2 separate regions of the Canis lupus genome follow, and region 2 is linked to region 1. A link is a contact called in public Hi-C data. All regions are on one chromosome and are shown on one strand. The core of a region is the stretch at or near the end of the contact, and the rest is flanking DNA. Distances in the headings are between cores, read along the strand shown.

Evidence for each region. Hi-C and Micro-C count contacts between places; a contact is called where the count stands out from the background.
Region 2: a contact with region 1 is called in a Hi-C map of blood, with 2.1 times the contacts expected there. The contact joins the promoter of RAB1A here to the enhancer-like site in region 1. A contact is called at or near these places in 3 of 9 Hi-C or Micro-C datasets (all in blood).

What each region holds. Positions count from the first base shown.
Region 1 is chr10:65,845,999-65,849,127 of UU_Cfam_GSD_1.0, forward strand. CEP68 (centrosomal protein of 68 kDa) reads left to right here. Exons shown (of 8, transcript XM_038551450.1): 7 at 2,689-2,861. Among named protein-coding and RNA genes, the nearest start is that of CEP68, 20 kb to the left of the region's middle. Within about 2 kb of position 1,598, at least 8 of the 20 cell types and tissues checked have an H3K27ac peak or open chromatin away from gene starts, as enhancers often do. A contact at or near this core is called in blood, where this site is marked.
Region 2 is chr10:65,879,350-65,882,311 of UU_Cfam_GSD_1.0, forward strand. It overlaps RAB1A (RAB1A, member RAS oncogene family), which reads right to left and starts at 1,507. Exons shown (of 6, transcript NM_001003153.1): 1 at 1,336-1,507. The coding sequence starts at 1,358.

The DNA of each region.
Region 1 (3,129 bases), core at 348-2,847:
ATCCAGGGGGCCCTCAGGGGCTCCCTTCCTTCCCCAGCACAGGCCGGACCCCTCTCTTGTCATCTGTGGTTCGGTGTTGGAGAGCGCTTGGTTGTAAGGGCACAGACTCAAAAAGCTGCGCACCGATGAGAGGACGGGCTTGAGTTCGTTTTGCAGGCTCCCGGTTTAGGAAAATGTAAAATCACAGACTAGGAGCACACCAGGCCCGCAGGGTGCAAGTTGCAGGTGGCCCTGCCCTTGCTGGGGCACACGGGCAGTGGAGGATGAGCTCGGTTAGAGCAAGAACTGGCGGTCCCGAGCGGCCCCTGATTTCCTGTGAGTCTAAGCACGCAAGAGCTGTGACATCCCATCTGTGTGAGGCCTCAGTTCTGGAGTGAGCTGGGGCTCGTGCTGGAAAGAACCCACGGGAGCAAAGCTGGGCGGGACCCTCCTGCTGGAGAGGCACTGAGGTAGCCTGTCCCCACCAGAAGTGGGGGAGCGTGTTAGGGAGCTGCTAGAGTTTCTCACACCGGCAGTGTCCTCTTTCTGGGCCGCACGGTGGTTGTGAGGAGGGCTGTGCTTCACGCTGCAGGACATTTAACAACATCCCTGGCCTTCACCCGTTAGGTACCAGTCACCCCCGCCTCCTCCTCTCCAGTTGTGACAACCCAGAATACCTCCAGACTTGCCACATAGCCCCTAGGGAGAAAAGTGGGTTGAGAACTGGGGACAGGCAGAGGGACAGGGAGCCTCCGAAGGGCTGTGGCAGGGCAGCAATTACCCAGGGTGGATTGTGGGAACCCTTGGCAATCCCTTGCCTGCAGGAGGCCTTTGTTTCAGTTCTTGCACTAGTATTTTTTCGGTTTTATTGGGCCAGAAATTCAGTATGTCAGGCTCCTCTGCTACTTGTAACACCATGAGCGTTACACTGAACGCCGTGCACCAGACACCGTGCTGACACGGTTAACATCAGGTCTCCTCCCATTTAATCAGAGTCCTGTGAGATGATGTTATCACCCCCACCTCAGAGCTGTGAACTGGCCTTGGACCCCAGCCCTCTACGCTGCTGCCTCGCTGCTGCCTCCCCTGCTGCAGGTGCGGGGCCTGAGCTGGAAGGGAAGGAGCTCCAGGCCAGGAAACTGCCCTGGGGCCACTTGTAACAATGGGCCTCTTAGGAGGCTCTTGAACCTTCGTTTAAAAACCAACCCAGTAATACTTCTCAGTGCTTAATCTGGAGTAAGAACGTCCCCCTTTGCCCTGGTCTCATAATGTGAGACATATGAGGTTCCTGTGATTTTCAGAGATGGGCCCCTTGCCCCCCCATCCCCTGCTGGACTGACCGGGAACTTGAGTGTCACGTGAAGATGGGTGTTCCCCGTGACCGTCACAGGGCTTCCCCAGCTAGAGGCATGAGCCTTCAGCGCTCTCCAGGGCGCGCACACCCCTACGCAGCTTTGCAGCCGGCTTTCCTCGTCAGCCACAAGCAGAACCGTAGGGACAAGCAGCACATTTATTCCCCCCCAAAAAATATCTCTCAGCCTCTGCCGGAGGCCTCCCCATGGACAGCACTGGCCTTTTCACTGCTTCAGCGCACACGTGCCCAGTCCTCTCTGGGACCCACGCCACTGGAACCTGTGGGCGTGAAGCCGAACCAGGCTCCTGTGTGTATGGAGTCAGCTACACCATGGAAGGAAGTCTGAATGCGAAAGATTTCATTCTCAGGCCCAGCTTTCTGTTTACTTGGCCCCAACCGAATATTCTAACATAGTACAGTAAAAGTTCAGAAAGAAAAGAAAGGTCCCCCGAATCCCACTGACGAACACACAGGAGGGCGGGGCGCAGCCTGGCAGCGGCCCAGGGCAGTAGCTCCCCGAGGGCTGAGGTCCCCTCCCGGCCCGGTCCCACCCTGCCACCCGCCGCCCGCATCCGCTGCAGAGGGGCGGCTTCCCCTTTCCCTTCCGCTGCTGGCAGATGTTGCGGCCGCAGCAGGAAGCTGGAGAGCGAGAGAGCGCGGCTGATAAAGGCTCAGGAAGCCAAGGCAGCCTTTGTGTTTAACAAAGGAAATAAGGTTTCCGAGAGAACGAGCCTGATATGTGTGGTGCACTCCAAACGTGGCCCATCCCTTCCTCGGGGGAGCACTTGGCCCATCAGGGGGGCGGGGGAATCTGCACCTCACTAAGCTCATCCGCCTGCTTTCAGAGGATTTTCTTTTGAAGTCTGCTTATTGAGGACCCAGAGAAGGGTTCACATTCCCAGGTGACCCGTATGCAGGCCGAGCCCCAGATGCCCCACCCCACCCCACCCCCCGCGGGAGCTGTTAGCCCCTGACAGCCAGAGCCAGCGTCCCCATCTTGGCTTGGCCTGCCATTCTGGGGAGCCTGCTCCTCAGGATCTGGGCGTGCCCTGCGGCGGGACTCCGAAAGCCAGAGCATACCAGAGTCACGCTTGTGTGCCTTTGTGTGAACCAGGTAAATCCAAAGAGGAGCTCGTGAAATTCTTCTCTTGGCCCTAATCAGGAGGGAACAGATCCTCGGCAACAGCAGTCCCTGGAGTCACTGTTAAAGAGCCTGAACATCCTGAAACTATCGCCACGTTCCTATTTTGTGTAAAATGCTACACCCCTTGGGGATTCTTTAGAAAAGACAGTTACTTACACGTTGTATTTTGGTTTTGGTTTTTGGCCTAACTGCTCTGCACCTCACTTGTCAGTGCTGAAGGATGTCCTCGGGAGAATCTCGAAGCAGCCCAGTGAGCTGGAGGGCCACGCAGACCGCCTGTACGACGCCATCCTAGCCTCTCTGGACATGCTGGCTGGCTGCACCCTCATGCCTGACGACTCGCCAGCAGCACGTGGGAGCCCAGATGTGAGAGGGCTAAGCCTGGTGAGTAGGCACCCCGAGTTCTGGCCAGGGGCCCCGGTGCTGGCGTAGGGCACGCAGCTCCTGCTCCGAGAGCTGGCTAGTTCCTAGACGCTTGCTGAACCAAGGGCTTTCGAAACAAAAGAGAAGCTAGAAGGCCCTTATCACTGGAGGGAGGTTGGGCGGTGCTTCCCAGGACTTGACTTCACCCCTGCCTGCAGCCTGCCTGGGACCAGGGTGCCCCACGCTCACACTTCTGTGGCCATCCCTTCACCCCCATCCCTTACAGACA
Region 2 (2,962 bases), core at 257-2,756, 33 kb after region 1:
TTGGAAGTCAGAATGCATTTTGCAAGAGCCATGTGACACACACATGACAGTCAGCTAAACTGATGGGTGGACCTTTAGGGGAAATGTTTAGCAGTAAATGACCAAAGCTGCAAATACATTCACAGCTTTTAAAATACCAATTTTTTCCTTTAAAAAAAAAAAATTCCTCCCCCCCCCCCCAAGCCTTCTGACGCTGAAGGGGAATACCAATTAAATGTCTGCCAATTATTCGTTAATTTATATAGGTAAACCCAAGGAGGAATTTAAAGGGCCATGAAGGAGAACCCAACGAAGTCTTCCCAAGGAAGGTGAACACCAGTTCCCAGGAAAGGTGCCAGGTGTGTCACATATGCTGCGGGGACTTCTTGAGTGAGCAAGAAAAAGAAATGCATTAACTTTTCATGACACGTCATGGAACCTCACTCCCTATCTTCGAGTATTCAAGCAGGTAATCCAAAACCTACGGATTACATAGAGAGCCCCTTCGTTCTCTCTTTCAATTTGACAGCAGTCTTCCTTTAATCTGATAGTATCAGAAAAAAGAAAAGAAAAAAACGTTCCTACGTCTTAGTTCTCTTTATTCTTTTCCTCGACCTTACACAAGACCAAATGACTTCAGTGCCCTCTAAAAAAAAGAAAAAAAGGAAATCTCACAAATGCTTAGGTTTTTAGGGAGGCAATGGGCCCCGTCGTGACTTCTCGGAAAAAAAACAAAAACAAAAAAAACTCCAGGAAATAACCTAAACCCCCCCTCCACTAAAAATTTAAAATCTGTTCTCCCCTTCTACTCATTTCCCCGCTCCATCCCACGCAGTCCTGAAAAGCATCCGTGTTACCTGCAACCTGGCCGGGGAGGGGTGAAAGGACGGAGCCAACGAGCTCAAGATTTGCAAGTGGGGCTGGCTTCCCACCGCGACGGTTCTGACAGCTCGGCGGGCGCGGGCGCCGGCCCCGACAGGGCCCTCTAGGGCAGCCCTCCCACCCTAAAAACAAGTCTTCCTTCCAAAGTCACTGCCTGGGCGTGAAGCTACCCCTTCCCACCGCCCCACCCCCCCCTCCGAAGACTGTTCCTCCGCCCTGGCCCGGCATTCAAGGCCTCCAACCTGCCCGGGCGCCCCCCCGTCGGCCCCCCCGGCCCCCCTGACGCCCCCCCCCCCCGGGCCGATCCCTCTTCCGTCAGACAATGGGCCCCGGCTCCCGGCATCTCCGGCCCTACCACCGTCCGCCCGCCCTGGCCGAGGCCCCCGCCTCTGCCTCAGCCCTCCTCGCCTCCCCCCCTTAGGCTTTTCCGGGCTGCCCCACGGCCCCAGCCGACCGGTGCTCTCCTGCACTCACTATTCGGGATTCATGCTGGACATGTCACTGCAGCCGCCGCCGCCGCCACCGCCGCCCTTGCTGCCGCAGCCGCCGCCCCGACTCTCGACGCCACGGGTAATCGAGGGACGGGAACGAGAACGGGCTGTTCCGGGAGAGCAAACGTCTTCCCCTGCTCCGTCCCCTTAGAACACAATCAGCAGCCGCCGCCACTCAGCGATCGCTTCCACCCAAAATGGCCGCCGGCGAACCAGGAAATAGGAAAGCCTTAGACCGAGGGGTCTTTACACGGCCCGGAGGGCGGCCGCACCGCGCGGCACGCCGGGAAAGAGAGTTCCAACGCGGCGGCGGGCGCCGAAGGCCTACGGGGCGGCGCGGCCGCCGCGACTCAGCTTCCCGCCAAGCCCCGCGCCTCCGGCGCAGGCGCACTCGAGCGCTTGTCGCCCGCCCCATGCCCCACTCGCTCACCGCCCCCCCCCGTCTTGCCCCTCCCTGCTCCCCGCCCCGCTGACTCGCTGGCTTAGGACTTCGCTCGGACTCCCCCTAGCGGATTGGCTAAGCCCGAGCGGCCCCGGTGATGTCATCAGTGAGACGTGGCAGCAGGGCGCGTCGGCGCCCCAAGGGGGGAGGGGGAGGGGAGGGACGGAGGGCGGCGCCGGCCGCGGACAGAGGATGGGGCGGGGGCGGGGGCTGCGGGCGCTGCGGGGGGGGGGGGGGGGTGCAGCGGCGACCGCGGGGCGCTGGAGGGCGGGGCCGCGGGGGAAATGCGGGCTGCAGGTCGCGCCTGGCCAGTGCTTTGCTGAGAGCTCGAGCTCCCAGCTGGTCCCAGGACGGAGGAGGAATTGAGGGGCCCCTACTGGGAACCTCGGGGGTCCGGAGAGCGCGGAGCTCGGTGGTGTTCCCCAGCCGGCCGGCCCCGCTGGGTCAGGTCCCCGTGCAGGGCCACGGTCCCGCGCTGGCCGCACACGGTGCCGTCTCCTTGGTCGCATTGCCCCCCGGCTCCCCGTGCAGCCCGGCTCCGACCACCCGGCCCGGCGACGACGGGAGCCTCGGCCTCCTCTCTGCCCCCGCCGCTGGCCGACGCAGCCGGATTATCTCCCCGAAACCGCGCTGCATCCCGAGCCCACCACCGTTTTGCGGGGGCCGCGCCTCTCCGTGGCCGCGGTGCAGCCCAGAGTCGGCCCGAAATTCAGGGTCTTCCCGCCCTGGTCCCAGGCTTCAAGCCGAACTGTAATTTTAGCTACTCAAGGCGGAGCTGCTCTGCAAGACTGAAGAATGATAAGCGAGGGGAAGGTGCAACTAACGCATCGCTGCACGGTGCCTAGAGACTCCGGGAACGGCATTCACAACATTTCTGAGACCCGATTGATAGTCGTAACTCTTCTTTTAATCAGCTCAGGAATTTAAACCTCCAGTAAACTTTAACACATTATCTTGGGTTGTCTAACTGCAGAGGGCATAGTGTAATAGGTTGTCCAAAGTTTATCTTCCAACTTGCGCTAAGAACCAAGAAAATTGCCTCCTCTGCAAGCGGTTGCAAAAGCACTTTAAATTCTCATGACACCAAAATATGGAAAGAAGGGAGCGATGATTCCCCGCTTTACTAAACGATGTGCTCCTTAACCCCCAAATTCTACCCTGCGCCTTA